2 separate regions of the Sus scrofa genome follow, and region 2 is linked to region 1. A link is a contact called in public Hi-C data. All regions are on one chromosome and are shown on one strand. The core of a region is the stretch at or near the end of the contact, and the rest is flanking DNA. Distances in the headings are between cores, read along the strand shown.

What was found. Hi-C and Micro-C count contacts between places; a contact is called where the count stands out from the background.
Region 2: a contact with region 1 is called in a Hi-C map of retroperitoneal adipose tissue, with 1.7 times the contacts expected there. The contact joins the enhancer-like site here to the promoter of KCNA3 in region 1. A contact is called at or near these places in 1 of 5 promoter capture datasets (liver) and 14 of 47 Hi-C or Micro-C datasets (alveolar macrophages, blood, embryonic fibroblasts and 5 more).

The regions. Positions count from the first base shown.
Region 1 is chr4:109,492,754-109,497,698 of Sscrofa11.1, forward strand. KCNA3 (potassium voltage-gated channel subfamily A member 3) reads left to right here and starts at 2,467. Exons shown (of 1, transcript XM_021090046.1): 1 at 2,467-4,945. The coding sequence starts at 2,597. The coding sequence ends at 4,363.
Region 2 is chr4:109,528,227-109,533,171 of Sscrofa11.1, forward strand. No RefSeq gene overlaps it. Among named protein-coding and RNA genes, the nearest start is that of KCNA2, 27 kb to the right of the region's middle. Within about 2 kb of position 2,560, at least 13 of the 83 cell types and tissues checked have an H3K27ac peak or open chromatin away from gene starts, as enhancers often do. A contact at or near this core is called in embryonic fibroblasts and retroperitoneal adipose tissue, where this site is marked.

The DNA.
Region 1 (4,945 bases), core at 1,217-3,716:
TGAAGTGCCATTTCTGACACTGATTTGCTGTAAGGGGTTCTGCTGTCCAACAGGGCTGGAATTTGCCCACCAACTCATTTCCTATAAACAAGAGACTAGCCGTCAGAAGGCAGTGGTTTTCAGTTCAAATAAATATGAATTGCAACAAACTACTTGGCAATCAGGAGAAAATAAGCTGCTGTTAGAAGTCTAGTATTTATTAAGCACTCACAGTGATCAACATAAGAGTTTCACAGTGTGATACAGTAGAATGAGCACTGGGCTGGGAAACGATCCAAGACTTTAGGCCCAGCTCTGCCTCTAACCAGCCATGTGAGCTTAACTAACTGCTAAACTTCTCTGGACCTCAAATATAACGTAAAGGCCATTCTAAGGCTCACAAGCAGTCTTCCAAACAAGGCGAATATATACGAAGGGGTGGGAACACTCTTTTCTGAAAGCGAGAGATCACAGCAGGGAGAATTTTGTGATCATCCATCACAGGACCATTCTCCATTCTGCTCTTCCTTGCCATTGATTAATATTAATTTCAGTACTAATTCTTGCAAATGGAGAAATAAATCACTTTCTAGGTCAGACGTAGAAGTGCATGAAACATTTGGTCTTTAAAAATAGGGTCTTTGCCTTTCTACGAGCCACGCTTGCAGCAAGCCGTCTGTCTTATTCTTAGATTTAAACATATGAATGATTGATGCGACTGCTACCCTCATTATCAGCTCAAATACAGTGTTCTCTTTTGTGAGAGAGTATTTTACATGGTTGTCCACTTTTACCATCCACTGCCTGCAGTGCCTGCCACTGACCTGGGGGAGAAGTACACGATCAAAGGACACCAGTCCCTGTTGTATCCAGAAGAGACAGAGGTGGAAAGCCTGTGGAACGACAGAGTAATGGACTGTACCAGGAGCTCAGTTTCTCTTCACCGCTCATCCCAGGCATCTCAGCAGTCCTGGGCTCAGAAAAAAGAAATGCAGACACTCCAGAGCAGATAGAAATACAAAGAATCACTTGTTGGGGCATCTGATTCAACAAACGGGTATACTGAGTTCCTACTATTTATCAGGCTTGTTGGGAATTGCTAGGAATATAAATTGGATAAGATCTGGCTCTGCCCTAGAGAACCTGAGAGTTGGGAGTGGAAGCAGTGGCCACAAATCACTCTCACTTCAAGTCAAATTGTCAGCTAAAGTATGACTGGTGAGGGAGTTGTCTATACAACAGTCCCCCTTTTGTAAAATGATTTGAATGCTACAATGGAAAACACATTTTTTAAGCCTAGGGTTGACTCTACACGGCATTGCTAAAACGTCTGGAAAGAGAAATTATGTTCAAAGTGACCGCAACATTTTGAAGAAATACTTTGTTCAAAGGGGATAACTGTAAGTCATTATCTCCAGGCCAAAATCAAGCAAGAGCTCCAAGCTGCAGAATGAGGGTTCTCCCTGTTTCACAACCAGAGAGTGGCAAATTCTCTCCAACGAGGCAAGGCCGGCCTTGGGACATCAGAGAATACCGGTCTGGCTCCTGTCCCATCACAGACTTAAGATGTGAATTTCCTTTTTCATGTTCCTCTTATTCCCCCCACCCCCCGACAGGGCTGCCCTCGACTAATCTAACCAGAAACTTGGTCCTTGATTCTTCCTAATGGCTGAAGCCTCAGCTATGAAAGGTAGTAAGACCTATTCACCGTAGAAGCGAAGTCTCTGAATGTCTTTAATGACCGTCTTCTTCTGACTCTGGGTGCGAGTCTCATCAGCAGCCACATTATTCTGCTGGGCTTCTCACCCAAACAGGAGTTCAATTATTTACAGCCCTCCCATCCTGGCGGTGTTTCACCCTCAAGTGAGCACAAGGTGCTGGCACCCGGTTCGCCTTTTCCCCAGATCGCCCACCTGGCTTGCCACCCCTTCCGTCAGAAGCGCTGCGGTCCTACAGCGCGTCCAAGTCCTCCCTCCTCGCAGGCCTCCGCCTTAGGCCACCCGGGCCCTGTGGAGCCCCGCTCCCGCGGCGGGTCCAGGTGGAGCGTGCGGGGCGAGGAGGCCGGCGCCTGCGGGCTGCAAAGCAGCCCAGAGCCGATCGAGAAGGCTCGCGACCCGGACGCGGCCTCGGGGGGGCGGGGCCGCTTCGGCTGGGTGCGGGCTCTGCGGGGACCCTTAAATGCAAAATGGGGGCACTAGGGTGACCCAGAGGGGCGGGGAGGGCGGCGGCGAGGGGCAGAGGCGAGCGGCTACCTGGGAGCCGGGCGCGCGCCCGTGCGGTGGGCGGGAATCCGGAGGGGACGCGGAGGGGCGGGAGCGCGGCCCGCGGGGGGAGAGGGCGGAGGGGAGGGCGCGGGGGAGAGGAGGAGGGAGGAGGAGGGAGGAGGGAGGGAGGAGGAGGGAGGAGGGAGGGAGGAGGAGGGAGGAGGAGGGCGGGGAGGGCTGAGGAGGCGTCTCTTTGGAGCATCCCGCCGGCCCGCGCCAGACTCAGACCCAGCCTCGCGGCGGCTGCAGCCGCAGCAACAGGCGGCGGGCTCGCCAAGGGGCGGAGGCGGCGAAGGGGCGGGGAGCGCGAGGAGGAGCGAGCTGGTCCCGCGCCGCCGCCTCTTCCCCGCCGCATGGACGAGCACCTCAGCCTCCTGCGCTCGCCGCCGCCGCCGCCCTCAACCCGCCACCGCGCCCACCCTCCGCAGCACCCGGCGAGCCGCGGCGGTGGCGGCGGCGGCGGCGGCGGTGGTGGTGGCGACGCCCACACGCTGGTGAACCCCGGCTACGCCGAGCCCGCCGCGGGCCCCGAGCTGCCGCCCGACATGACGGTGGTGCCTGGGGACCACCTGCTGGAGCCTGAGGCCGCCGACGGCGGCGGGGACCCGCCTCAGGGCGGCTGCGGCGGTGGCGGCGGCTGCGACCGCTACGAGCCGCTGCCGCCCGCGCTGCCGGCCGCCGGGGAGCAGGACTGCTGCGGGGAGCGCGTGGTCATCAATATCTCCGGGCTGCGCTTCGAGACGCAGCTCAAGACCCTCTGCCAGTTCCCGGAGACGCTGCTGGGCGACCCCAAGCGGCGCATGAGGTACTTCGACCCGCTCCGCAACGAGTACTTCTTCGACCGCAACCGGCCCAGCTTCGACGCCATCCTCTACTACTATCAGTCCGGGGGGCGCATCCGCCGGCCGGTCAATGTGCCCATCGACATCTTCTCCGAGGAGATCCGCTTCTACCAGCTGGGCGAGGAGGCCATGGAGAAGTTCCGCGAGGACGAGGGCTTCCTGCGGGAGGAGGAGCGGCCCCTGCCCCGCCGCGATTTCCAGCGCCAGGTGTGGCTGCTCTTCGAGTACCCGGAGAGCTCCGGACCCGCCCGGGGCATCGCCATCGTGTCGGTGCTCGTCATCCTCATCTCCATCGTCATCTTCTGCCTGGAGACGCTGCCCGAGTTCCGCGACGAGAAGTACTACACCGCCTCGCCGTCGCAGGAGCTGTTTGAGGGGGGCAGCAACAGCACGTCGGGGGCCCCCGCGGGGAACTCCAGCTTCTCGGATCCCTTCTTCGTGGTGGAGACCCTGTGCATCATCTGGTTCTCCTTTGAGCTGCTGGTGCGGTTCTTCGCCTGCCCCAGCAAAGCCACCTTCTCGCGAAATATCATGAACCTGATAGACATCGTGGCCATCATCCCGTATTTCATCACTCTGGGCACCGAGCTGGCCGAGCGACAGGGCAATGGACAGCAAGCCATGTCCCTGGCCATCCTGAGGGTCATCCGGCTGGTGCGGGTCTTCCGCATCTTCAAGCTCTCGCGCCACTCCAAGGGGCTGCAGATCCTGGGCCAGACGCTGAAGGCTTCCATGCGGGAGTTGGGGCTGCTCATCTTCTTCCTCTTCATCGGCGTCATCCTTTTCTCCAGCGCGGTCTACTTTGCTGAGGCAGACGACCCCACTTCAGGTTTTAGCAGTATCCCGGATGCCTTCTGGTGGGCTGTGGTAACCATGACAACGGTAGGCTACGGTGACATGCACCCGGTGACCATAGGGGGCAAGATTGTAGGGTCACTCTGTGCCATCGCTGGTGTCTTGACCATTGCTTTGCCAGTCCCTGTGATCGTCTCCAACTTCAATTACTTCTATCACCGGGAGACGGAAGGGGAAGAGCAAGCCCAGTACATGCACGTGGGAAGTTGCCAGCACCTCTCCTCTTCAGCCGAGGAGCTCCGGAAAGCGAGGAGTAACTCCACTCTGAGTAAGTCGGAGTATATGGTGATCGAAGAGGGGGGTATGAACCATAGCGCTTTCCCCCAGACCCCCTTCAAAACGGGCAATTCCACGGCCACTTGCACCACGAACAATAATCCCAACTCCTGTGTCAACATCAAAAAGATATTCACCGATGTTTAACATATAAAACAAGTGACATGCTGTGCTCGGTATTGTGTGGACCGTGCCCCCTTGGTCTGTGTATGCCCTTGTTTTATACATTTCCAGACCATTCATCAAGGAAAGGACACGAAGAAGTGGAAAGCACTCTTCATTCTCCCTTCTCCCTACTGCTTCATACTGAAACAGGTGTCTGTTTTGCCAGTGGGCTGCATTCTCTCCGCTCTCCCTCCCCCTTTTTCTTTCCTCTCCTTCTCTTAATATTTTGGACGACAAACTTACTTTAAACTTGATTTTTAGCACACGCTCTGTTAAAAAAAAAAAAACAACTGTACATCCTGGGAGGAAATGAAACTAAAGAACAGTTAGAGTAACTGTTTAACCTCATAATCGAAAGGCAGTTGTTTCTTTACTAAGTAAAGCAAGCACATACATAAATGATGCTTTCTTTTGATGGACACTTCCAACATTATTGAATATTTCGTTCAGTTGCCTACACTGTGGATATGTGGATGAAAAGTCTTAATTGGAACTGTGACTTGTAAACCCACCGTAAGTTTATTTGGTTTTCACCCGGAATTTCTATTTGGAACCCGCCCCCTC
Region 2 (4,945 bases), core at 1,310-3,809, 36 kb after region 1:
GTTTTCATGGTACTTATCATGTTCTAGGCTTTGTTTTTATCTGGTATTTGCTTCACCTTCCGAAGCAGCGGGTGGATGCCATGCCCCAAGCATCTCTGTTTTCCCATAATTTGTATAAGGCAGATGCTCATTATATGTTTGAGGGGATGAAATTGAGTTGGGACTCAGCCACTGTGTGGGGAGCATCAAGTTGCCAGGACCCTCACCCCTTCTGAAACCAGGCAAATATCCTCTCATTTGTCCCAATTTCTCATCCTAAAAATGAGTTTCTGCATGTCAACCATTAGCCCCACAAGCCATGAGATCTTAGGAATGATGGTCAGAACTACCAATCTCAGCCACGTAGCTGTTTTAACTTCTTTAAATCTCTCAGCAACAATGCAAAGCTGGCACTGTTTTACAGATGAGGAAGCACAGACATTACATGGCATGACCAACCTGAAATAGCCAGAGTGGAGGCAGCTGGATTCTCATCCAGACCCTCTGGCTCCAGAGCCCATGCCCTGACCACAATGCTATAATAAAACGCAGCTTCCAAAAGGGGAGAGTTTACTTGCAGGTTTTGATAATGACAGTCTCAAAACTCACAGCCTGAGTTGATCTTCACATGTCTGATCTGACATGCACAGATGTGCCCAGATGTGTGTTTGATTGCGAGTGTCTGAGCAGGGGGATGGAGAGGGTTGCATTCGGCTATTTGGCTGGTGTTTGTATATCTGTTATTGTCTCCCTAACACAAGCTTCCAGAGAGAAGGCAGTACCTTCCATGATTTTATTCTGCAGCTGGAGTCTATAATCTAGGCCTTGGCATCTTTTGATGACCCACAGTTTTAGGGCTGAATTTTATTTTCATGTATAGTCACTTCCCAAGCCATGCATCTCCTTTAAAGCTTTTGTTGTTTGCTCCGACTTCTCCCAGCCTCCTGACACACACCCACTCTCTCACAGAGCAGGTGCAGTTCAGTAGAATGTAAGCAAATAAGCTCCGAATGTCACAACAGGATTTAATCAATTATTAATTTGAGAGAACAGGGGAACAGCAAGTAAATATCCGAAGGAGGTCATGCTCTGAAGTACATGAAACTCTCTCAGACCGAACATGTAATTTAGACTGACTGTCTGAATGACTTTCCAGCTTCCCAGATCCAAGCCAGAGGCCATCAGACATGGCTTAGGATGATATTCAGCAGCCACAGAGGCCCATTGCAAAGGCCAAGGCTGAATGAGGGACCACACCCCCAGGACAGGGGCCCAGAGGGCTAAGGCTGAAAAGCTTCTCCAAGGAGACCAGTTAGCTCAAGCACAGGAGAGTTGAGCCTCGACATCTGGATAAGTCAGCCTTCCAAGTCAGGGCTTGGTCTAACGATTCCATACGAGGCCGGACTCTGGACCAGCATCAGCCTCCACCTCCTACTGCTCCGTTCTTTCCAGGCAGCTAGAAGGGAACTACAAGCACATGAAACACCACCCAGAGCTGAGGCAAGTGGACAGGTTACTGACAGTTGCTCTCTGGCTGTAGCAATATGCAGGTTCGGGGCTACAGCGAGTGCCAAAGAGGAGGGGGGATGGAGAACGGAGGAGGGGAGACCCAGCGAGGGAAGCAGATTCAGAGCATGAGTTCCCCAGCTTGTTCAGTCCACCCCACTTCCCCTGCGAGTCCTTGGCACCCGTGTCACCTGAGCCACTATCCTCTGATCCCAACAGGCTGCCTTCCCGTGACCTCCAGAGGACTCTTCTCTCTCCCCAAGCTTCTGTCCAGGGACCTTCTTCCCCTGTACCAGATCCTGCTTCCTCTCCTCTAATAGCTCCTGAGAAGGATGTGTTTGCTCCTTGCTCAGCATCCCAGGTCCATAAAACTGACTTGTATTCCTAACTACCAGAGGAAGGAAACACACACAGAGGCTGGCAATACAGAACCAAGTCTCTTGGTTACTCCATGATGCTCCAGTAGGGGACGGACATCTCAGAGCCCCGAGGGAACCAGCCACCAAAGCGCCTTTCATCAGGCAGGGTCCAAACCCCCTGAAGGGCACCCACACCACCCAGGCCCTACCCAGGGGAAGAGCCAGGGCCCAGGCAGGTGCCATCGTACTAAGGCTCTCCCACAGAGCCAAGGGATGGCAGTAGGGTCGGCTGCCTGCAGAGCTGACTGAGGAGCCCATGCCAGCCACCAAGGGAGGAAGTGCTGCCAGGGAGGGCAAAGTAACCCCGCAGCAGGAAAGGAAGTGGTGGGGGGACCCCCACCTCACTGAACACACAACAGCCTTCGCAGTGGGTATAAGTTACACGCCTCACCCCGAGCTTTGTGAGACCGCCCTGCACTGCTGCACAGTTCCATGGCAGCTCCCATCCCCTCATTGCCTGCCGTGGGCGCTCTGGGCCAGTGGTTCACGGGGGCTCCCTAACTCTCCCGGGCAAGTACTGTTATAATTCTCAGATTCATGTAAAGAAGCTGTGGTTTAGAGAAGTGATGTGCTTGCCTAAGTCACAATAGTTTAAAAGCGGTCAAGCCAAGTATCAGAGTGCTTGTGTAGAACAGGCTAGCGGATGACAATCGCTTCCTGGGGAGTAGTGAAACCATGCAGGTGTAAGAAAGGTGGAGGGGAGTTCCCATTGTGGCTCGGCAGATTAAGAACCCGACAAAGGGGCCATGAGGATGTGGGTTTGATCCCTGGCCTCGCTCAGTGGGTTAGGAATCTTATAAAATGAAGGAGGGAAGGAAGGAAGGAAGGAAGGAAGGAAAGAAGGAAGGAAGGAAGGAAGGAAGGAAGGAAGGGAGGGAGGGAGGAAGGAGGGAGGGATGGAGAGGAAAAGTCCATCTCATGTTCCATGAGAGAATATGAACCTGTGTCATCAGACCTTCAGGTTTTTCGAAAGAGGTTATAATTATAGGTTTGTAAGCATAATTTCCCAGTTTGTTTTGGCTATTGATACAATTTTTTAAAATCCCAGTGCAGGTCAACACCCAGTTGGTCTCATAACCACACCCGTGAGCAGGTTCCTAGTGGTGCCCATGTAACTCTAGAGCCCAAGGTCTTAACTATTGAGATTCATTGACTCCAAATGATCAGAGAATTAGAATTTTTTTCCTGTGTGTTCCAACACTGGCCTCAGTTCTGCCACTGGGAGCACCAGGGATTCCCAAATACTCTTCTCCCTCCCTCTACTCTAGACTAAATATCCCAACCTTTTGAAGCATCTCCTCTTGGTTGATCGGCCGGACCTTTGCCTTGCTGGCCCCCGACACAATCCCCCCTGCTTTGGTGACTCCCCAAATCCATGGCTTGGAGCTGAGCCCTACTCTCCCTGCTGCACTGTGCCATGAAGAGCAAGGGCAGCTCCTTGGTCCCTGCATGACTTGTCCATGAATGGATCCCAACGTCACTTCTTTGGCTGCTAAGGTTTGCCTCGGGTTATGTGAAGGAATCCTGGCCCCTCTCCCCAGTGTTGACTGTCACTATGGAGGGGAGTGATCCCCAGTACAGTCCTGATCACCCCAGCCCTGTGGGGACTGCTCCAGGGTGAGCCCTCTACCCCCTGCAGCTGTGAGGCCCACACTTGGCTAAGCTTCCCTCCAAAAAGACAGCCCACGGTACCAAGAATCCACCTCACTGACATATGAAACAAGAAAGCCCCACCCTCGCTCCCCGTGCTTCACTCCCAATATTTGGGGGATTTTTCTATGATTCATCAGGCTCAGCGATTCACCCCAGGGCCTGATGCTCACCGCCCAGACATACCACGTGCAGCCAAAGGGCTGACCAGAGCCACAGTGGGTGAGAAGCAAAGGGGATGAGTCAAAGGTGGCAGGGGGCCAGAGGAGTAACTCTGCCGGCTCAGCCCCCTCCGTGCTCCACATCTGCCAGAAGACGGGGGCCTCCTTCGGTTCCAGCCCTGCCTGCCAACTTCCCTTCTGAAACAGAGAGGTGCAGATCTGGTGAGCTGCTGCAGAAACTGAGAAAAGCAAAGCAGCCTGTCCTCTACTCTCGTTCTGCCTGCTGGCCCATTCCTGTGGCCACTGGGGCTGGGCCGGCGCTGAGCAGCTGGGTTTTCCCCTGAGCTGACACAGATGCTGGAGTCTGGCACAGGCTCTCACAAAGGTCCCAGCTGGGAAGCTTTCCTGGTGGCCAAGTGATGCCTCACAGCTGCTGGCCAGTGACGAGGGATTCCAGCTGGTGCCAGGTGACAAAGAACAGCTCCGGGCTTTGTCCCTTGGCTACAGGACCTGTCTGCCCCACTCGCTAGACTCAGGATGTAATTTATCAGTGAGGTTACCATGGAGCAGCCGAGCCCTCAGCCCCTCGAACCACTGTGGTAAAAGCAGATTTCTAAGAGCGTATCACAACCACCACCAAAGTGCATCCGCTTTCACTGAGCAGAGAGGTCCTGGAGCTGCGGACGGGCCCCCCCAAGTGCTTAGGGACTCACGTTGATGGGGGCCTGGGGGTGGGGACACGCCACCAAGGACGAGCCTTACAGCACAGCGGCTACGGGCTCAGGCAGAATCAGGGCTGGGTGAGACCATGAATTCTAATATTGTTGCAGTAGCCGAATCCTCATCCCAAACACAATCTCACGCTGAACTGCAGTATTGCGGCAGGTGCATGGACAGCTGCTCAGGGGGAACCCCTGGGAATGGAGCCAGGAAACTTCCCCACACAGACCCCCACGACCCCCGGGGGTCCCTTAGCCTTTTCTACCAAGGCCTAGCTCACCTGACAGGGTTGAGAACCCACCACTCCAGTTCATGGTACAGAGGGGGAAACTGAGGACTGGAGCACGTGCCCTGCACTTGCCAAGGTCACATGGCCAATACGTAGTGCAAACTCAGCAGCCACAAAGGGCTTGTAAACAGGGCTTTCTTTTCTTTTCTTTTCTTTTCTTTTTTTTTCCTAGGGCCACACCCATGGCATATGGAGGTTCCCAGGCTAGGGGTTTAATCGGA